Linked DNA regions of Mus musculus: regions 1 and 3 are each linked to region 2. A link is a contact called in public Hi-C and Micro-C data. All regions are on one chromosome and are shown on one strand. The core of a region is the stretch at or near the end of the contact, and the rest is flanking DNA. Distances in the headings are between cores, read along the strand shown. Region 1 overlaps Gm35415 (a long non-coding RNA gene). Region 2 has its middle 22 kb from the start of Gm41964. Region 3 has its middle 71 kb from the start of Rgs1.

Region 1 (2,700 bases), core at 177-2,676, 280 kb after region 2:
TGTGATATGCAAACTGTTTTCTTTGTGAAAAGTAAAAAAAGAAAGAAAGAGATAGATGAGGCTCGGTATACCTTTACACTCCTCTTCAGCACCTGGGTTCCCAAAAAGCTACTGACTTTCTAATACTCATCTTGTGCTACCAGCTCTAGCTGGTTAAAGGACAGAAAGCTCATCTCTTCACTTTCTTGAGGTTACAGTTAACTGGACTTAGAAAAAAAGGTACCAGATGGCTTTTTTATTTGGAGTATTGTGTGTGTGTATGTATGTATATGTATATGTATATGTATATGTATATGTATATGTATATGTATATGTATATGTATATGTATATATACATGAATGTATGTATTTGTATGTGTATATGTGTGCATGCATAAAGGCTTATCATGGTCTGTGTTCAGAGGCCAGAGGACATCTTGAGGAAGTTTGCACTCTCTTCAGCTTAAGTTATCAAGCTTAGCAGGAAACATCTTGACCCTTTGTGTCATCTCCCAGTTCTATTTTGAAGTACTTAAAATTAAAAAATAGTTCATGCTGAGATCACATATTTCATGCACAGCTGCACAGTTTCTAGCAACGATTTTTCCATATTCTTTGGAGACAGGTAAGGCACTGTCTTATGTAGTATAGATCATAGGTACCACCATGTTCCTTATGCCACCAGAGAGACTTTTTCTCAACATTCTTTGTAAACCTCTTTACCTTTATAGTCTTTGCCTTTAACCTTTGTTGCTTTTCAATTTAGTACTTTTTGCTAATTTATGATTCTCTCATCATTCCCGCATTTTATCTTTAGTCTTATTAAGGCCTGTTTATCCCAGTAATACAAATTTATTAAGCTGTTCAGGGTCATATGCTTTGAAATTGCATGGTTGGAATTTGAACTTAGAAATGTCTGATTTCAGGTTGGGGACATTATATGACATTCAAATGGCTACAGTATATTGATATTTTCGCCACTCCAGCCAAACCCATATTCATCTAAATTTGAACATACTTTTCCCTCAGTTTTGTAAGCATCCGAGTGGCAGAGAGCACAAACCCCTGTGCATTGTTATCAGAGACAACAATTTACTATTTAAACTGCTGTTCATTCTTAATCCATTGATTGACTTGGAGTTAAAAACCATGTAAATGTGTTATCGTTACAGAAGTCCTCTTTGGAACCACCCCGTGTTTATTAGCTAAGTAAGTTATGTCAAGACAGCTGACTGCCTCCTTTTTATTTTTGTAGAATTAAGGGGTGAAAAGTCTATGCCCATCTCACTCTGCTGCTTTCAATACTGCCATAGTAGAAGTTCATGTTGGAATCATAAAGAATTGGACAGAAAGGATATGACAAGATTGTCACACGACTCTATATCATCATAAGGATGATGACTCTGACATGTGGAGCTGGGTGTCACTAAAAAGCAGACACTGACTAAAAATAGTTGCTGTGGTCAGTCATGTGAGACCACAAAGCGGAAGAAGTCTAATCTTGATCCACATGTGTGTTATATTTTAAAGAAATGTCCTAGTGCCCATTTATTTACAGCAACAAGTTTAGCCATTCATTAGTAACCAAGGCTGGAGGAAGTCATCTGATATTAATGACACTTTTCAAATTGAATCAATGTATTCTTGAATGACTTTATTCTTAGTTGGTCATATTTATTCATAAAATAATGGCTAAACTTTATAAACAATTTCATTATTTGTAAGTTGTATTACTTAATACATTTTCAGAATATATTGAAGAGGAAAATATACTTATTATTATGTACTATCTGATGAAATAAACTCAGAGTGGTTAAAAGATTGATCTTAGGTCACATAGCTATTGGTGGAATTCAGAGTCAATTTAATATTTTAGTCACAAAGGCTTGGGACAGTGTTCTGAAATAAAGATGGTAACCATTAGAAAACCTTATCTAGGTCTCTTTCTTTGTGGTCTGTATGTTATAGAAATGAAACAAATCTCAAAATTAATTATATGTGTTGGATTATCTCAGAAAACCGTACTTTGATAAAGCTGTTTATTGTGGAAATAAAACTTGCCCATCTTATTTTCTTCTGTATTGTGACGATAGTTACTTTCTATTAACTTGATAAACTAAAAACATAACTTTTTACATCTTCAATAAAAATAATAGCTAAAATTGTTTGTAGAAATTTGATCATTTTGAAACTGTTATTTATAATGTACACAAAAACTATAACATCATGTGTTAAAATAAGCATTATATCCAGTTGAAGGAGAAGTAAAAAATCACCCCAGACCTGCTACCATCACACAGTATTCGCCTGACTCTTTACAATCTATCTTTAGTTTATTTATTGTCCATTTTCTAAAATATATCAAAAGCAGAATAGAATGTCTGTTGAAAACATGATTGCAAGTAGAAGACCAAAAACTTTGGAGACCAAGATTTTTCTGCACTTTTTTGTCATTAAGTAAATGCATTTGATTCTGTCTTCTACCCCTCCCTTAATCTATACCTAGTTGGTTTAAATTTATGGTCTAAAATTTTATAATTTGTCATATGAAAACATTTTCAAATTTTCCTATTTTGATGTTTAGAATGTTAAGGTATCAATTCATGTTGAAGTCAAATATTTGTTGTATAACTGCAAAGTTGTTAAGAACAGAGGATGGCCTAGTTGGACATCAATGGGAGGAGAGGCCTTTGGTCCTGTGAAGGCTCTATGCCCCAGTGT
Region 2 (2,700 bases), core at 110-2,609:
GAATTTACCTATAGTACCTCAAACCAAACCTTTATTTATAGTTCAGTGGGTTTCTCTGATTACAGAAGAACATACTTTATGTTTTACTGTGGCAAGATAAGGCATAAAATCCTGTCCATTTTACTTTTTATATTAAATCCTAGTACACAGAGTGGGTTTATATGTAGCAAAGTAACTTTTCAGTTTCAAGTGAAAGTGTTCACTGGTTTATTAAGACATGGTCACATGTTGGGTATTTTTCTCATTAAGATTATAATCTCCTGAGACTGTATACTCTTCTGGATATCATGTAGGAACTATGTTTTTTCTCTTTTGTGTGAAAAGAGGATAAATGTTAAAAACAACAAGATTTAATTTAACAAAAGTCTAAAAACCCATAAACAACTCGATTGATTTGTCAAGTCAAAGGAATGCTGTATAGAACATTATAAAAAATCTTTCAGTGTTTTTTTCCAAACACAAATCCATTACTTTCTTTCTTTTTTATGAGTTTTTATTAGATTTGTTTATTTACATTTCAAATGTTATCCCCTTTCCTCGGAAAATCTCCTAACACCTCCCCCTTCCCCTGCTCACCAACCCGCCCCACCCACTCCCTCTTCCTGGCCCTGGCATTCCCCTTTACTGGGGCATAGAACCTTCACAGGACCAAGGGCCTCTCTTCCCATTGATGATCAACTAGGCCATCCTCTGCTACATATGCAGCTAGAGCCATGAGTCCCTTTGGTTGGTGGTTTAGTCCCAAGGAGCTCTGGGGATACTGGTTAGTTCATATTTTAGTTCCTCTGGGAGGGTTGCAAACCCCTTCAGCTCCTTGGGTACGTTCTCTAACTCCTTCATTGGGAACCCTGTGCTCAGTCCAATGGTTGGCTGTCAGCATCCAACTCTGTATTTGTCAGGCACTGGCAGAGCCTCTCAGGAGCATTACTTTCTTTTTGTTGGAAACTGTAGCTCTGTCAGGTGCACAGCTGTAGTTATAACTGTTTGTCTTCTAATGTTTCTTGAGATGAGTAACAGAATATATACATATAAAGGGTATTGAGTTTCAGTCTCAGGGTCCATTAGGGAGTGACAGTCAGTTGAGAACTGAACTGCTATTTGACTGTATCCAAAATTATTCTAATCTCTGAGTGTTTCAAAAGAGAACTTAACATTTTACAGTGATTTACAAGTTTTACTGTAGTCTTTCTTTTAGCTAGTTAACACATCTCTGCAGACGAGTTTGCAGTCCTTTCCCTCTGCAATTCGTATAGTTCACACGGAACTTGACTTCTGCTTTTTTGGCTGTCTAACTTCTCCTCTTTTAGATCATACGATGATAAACAGCACTTCCTCTGAGAGCATTCTCAGTCTGCCTGGGTCTGGGTTAGTTTCCGGACTGGCGAGACCGAGCTGTGGCCTGCTCCCTGCAGCAGCCTGTAGTGTGACCGTCTCCACAGCACAATTTTAGTGAGGCCTGGCTTCATCTCTGTCTTTTCATGTCTTTCCTCACCTGTTCAGCAAATGTGCAATGGGCATCTCTGCTTGTCTCTAATAGGCTCTGCTACCTTAGCCGTCAACTGTTGAAACCTTCCCTAGCTTGGGGAGCTTGACGTGAGGAATACTAGACAGGAGATATTCTTCCACAGTATACTGGGTGATGACTCTCTTTTACTGTCTTGTTAGGAAGAGGAACTAGCTCCCCTTTTATTTACATGTTCCTTCACCAGGCTGGACAGGCAGATAGTTTTTCTTGTTGGAAAAAAATGTCAGTACCATATCCTTTAGCCTTGGTAGAGATCATTTTTCCTCAACTGTTGCCAACTTCCTCCCCCCTCCATTAAATTTTAGCACCACAAGCATACTGCGTTTCTGTGGATTGCCTTTGAAGATCCATGGATCACTGTGTCTTTTCTTTACAACCCAAGAATACGTTTTTGGTCTTTTTGGGTCTGTTGCTCGGTGTTTGGTTGTGCTGATGTTGCAATTACTATCAAGTGTCAGTGGCCAGGAAATGGGGGAGATCCACAGAGGGGCATTTGACTTTTTCAACCTTTCCTAGCTTCTCCCAGTTAGAGAAAAAGACGGTATGACGCATTCCAGTTTCTCTGGGAGATGGTCTTGTATATCTATAAGGGCCTCAAGTGTCCTGTCTGTCTGTCTGTCTGTCTCTCTTTTTCTCTCTCTCCCCTCCCTCCCTCCCTTTTCTGCCTGCCTGTCTTCCTTTCTTTTACCCAAAAGGGAGGTGTGCTGTGGTTTCTAGAGGCAGGATCCAGGTCTGAGCTCTTCCAAATTTGGCAAAAGCTCCTGGCACGTTTTTCCCCCTGAGCTCTCTTGTTTAGTTCCCTGAGCTGTTTGGGGACATCTGCAGCTGAAGAACAATCTTCTCTCCTGGGGGTGGAGAAAGGGCCACGTGACTTCTCCCTTCTCGTGTCTCGTGGCACACTGGGTGTTTGTAGCCAAACTATCCTGGGCTCTGGAGAATCTCACAACGCAAACAGCTTGCCTTTTGAGGCTTGGGCATATGTTCTAGGCAGTCTGAAGCCTGCTTGCATGAGTTCTGTGACTCCCTCCACTCTGCCAAGACCAGCTGGCTGTTATTAGTTCTGTATCTTTTGTTCTCCCCAGCTCAGTCTAAATACAATTTCATAAATATTGACTGGGGTGATTTATACTGAACTTCATGAGATTGAACTACAGATGAGCAGGTGAAATGTTGGG
Region 3 (2,700 bases), core at 51-2,550, 400 kb after region 2:
AAGACATATAGGGAATAAGTGACAGACCCTAGCCTTTCTGAATTCATGGTCTGTGATCCTTCTGCTCTCAGTGCTGATAATGAAGGTGATAGTCACATGGTCAGCAAACGAACCTACAATCTGGTGAACATGGCCATGAGTCAGTAACAGGAACAAGCAATTATTTGCTGATAAGGCCAAAAATTGCCACAGAAATGCCTTGTGTCCTGGGCTTTAACAGATAAGGTTGAGACATAATTGAACCTTCTATCTTTTAGAGATGCTTAAGCAATGGCAGAGAAGCATGGGAAGCTAGGCTTTGGTGACTGGGTACAATACAACTCAGTGACTCAACAAACATATTTTAAAAACATTTCACAAGTGGGACTTCAAGCCACATTTTATTTAAATGTGGGCTCACAGTCCTGATTGGGCATATACAGTTAGCGATTTAAGTTACCAGTGGTGTACACATTCAGAACATCTTTGAATACTTAGACACAAGGGGACACAGACTAGATCACAAGAAAGCTTAGAATTGTCTTAACAAACTACAGGGCCATAGAAAAGGAGTTTTAGGAAAGGTTGGCTTCTCTTTAAGTATACAGTTGCAAACCCACTCCCCCCACCCCTCACTGCTAGTACTGATTGCCTGCAAATATGGCACTTAGAAGCTACAATTATTTGGAACATCCAAGTCAATGACTAGGTTATAGAGAAGTAAAATAAATCAGAGTTTGAGAAATTGTAAAATCTTGTTTAAATTCAGTACAGTCTGACCTTAGAATTAAGACAAAAAAGAAGAATTAGGGACCAAGTCACAAACATTTGCTTAGCTGGATCCTTTCCTTTTGTCAACGACTGGAGCCAGAGATGGAGGTTGACAGCTCTATAGGCACTGCTATCTTCTCAGGGAAAGCGTTTCTCATACAAACCAAGGTGGAACTCTTCTCCTGAGACAGAACTAGTGTGAAGCAGGGTATTCTGATAAGGGAAAGTTTATATCCATTTGACTGGAGTAGAAGGAGACGTGAGAGAGGCAGAATTCTTCCATTGTGAGTTTGTGTGACTCAGATAAACTGTTCTGGTTTGATTCCCTCAGGGCATGTCCCGTGTCCTCTCTTTTGTTTTCCATCCCTCCCTTCTGTATGTCTTAGGCTATCCGTAGTTGAGAATGGTGGGCAGGATTCTGTGGAACTAACATTTTTCTCAGCAATGATTACAACTTCTACAAGTGTCCTGGGAACACTGTGTTCTGTGTCCTAAGGTGCCTTCCTGACTCTTCTGGAGTTCACAGGGTCTGGCTTCACTTCCACTTTTGATTGCGCACCACAGGCAAGCACGTGGTAATTGTAGTTCTGCTATGGTATTTCCTTCGTGTTCCATTGAGTCTCTATGCTTCTCAGCCATTTACATCTACTTCTACATGAGTTCTAACAATCGACCATTCTAAAGTCTTTTTCAAGAATAAGTCACATTACTTAGACTATACTGTGCAGTCCTCACCTTGTGATGCAAAATTAGGTGATATGGTATGTAGCACTTAGCTTGGTATGCGATGAAGCAAATGTCACATTTATTAATCACAGGATAGGTCCAAGAATTGCCTCTTTCATAAAAGCATCTGTGTCTGTGTTCTGTGGCTTTATTTTGAAAGCCGGTAGTCATTAACAAGAGTCTAAAAACACTTGCTGAGTGATTATTGATTCTCAGAGACTAAGAGCAAAGAAACTTGGAGAGTGTGATTTCATTCTGTTGTCTGTAATTACTACTGGGCTCTTTTGGTTGTTTGTCCTATTGAATATTATGTCTTATGTGCTAAAGTTCAAAATGTTCCTAGGTGTAAAGTCACACGTTCACAAGTTAACCCACCACCATACTCCATCCCATTTGCTTGATTCATTCTTTCCTCGTCTTCAATTTTCACTGTGAATCTCACTTCCTCTGCTTAACTTCTCTGTTACACAGACTCTCCATCCACTTAGCCTGGACTTGAACACCCACTACAGTTCTAAAATCCTATAAGTCCACAAGCACAGGAACACCTTTTTATTCATTTACTTATTTTCCTGTTATTCATATGTAGTCAATCCATTTGTAATCTGAGTCTGATAATGTTTCTAGCATTTGGTGAGTTTCATTGAACATTTAAGTAAATGTGACAAAAATGAATGGTATACTGGCAAGCCCATGTGTTCATATGACTAGAACTTGTTAACACTGTGAGAAAATAATAGTAACTTTGGAAATTATGGTGTTTTATGGCCCTTGTCTATCTTTAAATGTCATAAATAGTAAGTGGCTGGGCCCATACATTTTCTCATCTCAGGCTTTGCACACAGGGCTGTAGCTATAAATACAAGATTAGCAAATCTGCCATAACAGAATCCCCTATTTTTCTGCAGAATTAAGGAACGAGCATTATACATATTGACCATACTTGAACTATATCTTGGGAAAACCCATTGTATGAACACTTCTCTCTAGGGTATTCTGTGGATAGAAGTTATTGCTGTTAGTTCTTAGAATAGTAGTTGAAACCTTTTGCTTTAGGGAGAAACTGACCCTCTTCTCCTATAATCTTTAATCCAAAAAAATTAAGCCCTGGGGAGGCGGCCTCAGCCTCAGCAGCAGTGGTCGCCATCTGGGTTCCAGGACTCCACGGGACCTAGGAAATTAGTCTGAACAGGTTAGAGGGTGCGCCAGAGAACCAGACAGCTT

What was found. Hi-C and Micro-C count contacts between places; a contact is called where the count stands out from the background.
Region 1: a Micro-C map of macrophages shows a contact between it and region 2, with 4 times the contacts expected there. The contact joins two enhancer-like sites. A contact is called at or near these places in 10 of 484 Hi-C or Micro-C datasets (the C10 cell line, LSK cells, bone marrow-derived macrophages and 7 more) and 3 of 115 datasets of contacts at active chromatin or transcription factors (the HPC-7 cell line, bone marrow-derived dendritic cells and large pre-B cells).
Region 3: a Hi-C map of bone marrow-derived macrophages shows a contact between it and region 2, with 5 times the contacts expected there. The contact joins two enhancer-like sites. A contact is called at or near these places in 5 of 484 Hi-C or Micro-C datasets (B cells, the HPC-7 cell line, LSK cells and 2 more).

What each region holds. Positions count from the first base shown.
Region 1 is chr1:144,199,280-144,201,979 of GRCm38.p6, forward strand. Gm35415 (a long non-coding RNA gene) reads left to right here. Exons shown (of 3, transcript XR_387456.2): 3 at 1,235-1,547. Among named protein-coding and RNA genes, the nearest start is that of Gm35415, 3.2 kb to the left of the region's middle. Within about 2 kb of position 1,427, at least 63 of the 459 cell types and tissues checked have an H3K27ac peak or open chromatin away from gene starts, as enhancers often do. A contact at or near this core is called in the HPC-7 cell line, bone marrow-derived macrophages and macrophages, where this site is marked.
Region 2 is chr1:143,915,397-143,918,096 of GRCm38.p6, forward strand. No RefSeq gene overlaps it. Among named protein-coding and RNA genes, the nearest start is that of Gm41964, 22 kb to the right of the region's middle. Within about 2 kb of position 1,360, at least 169 of the 459 cell types and tissues checked have an H3K27ac peak or open chromatin away from gene starts, as enhancers often do. A contact at or near this core is called in the HPC-7 cell line, bone marrow-derived macrophages and macrophages, where this site is marked.
Region 3 is chr1:144,318,326-144,321,025 of GRCm38.p6, forward strand. No RefSeq gene overlaps it. Among named protein-coding and RNA genes, the nearest start is that of Rgs1, 71 kb to the left of the region's middle. Within about 2 kb of position 1,301, at least 42 of the 459 cell types and tissues checked have an H3K27ac peak or open chromatin away from gene starts, as enhancers often do. A contact at or near this core is called in the HPC-7 cell line and bone marrow-derived macrophages, where this site is marked.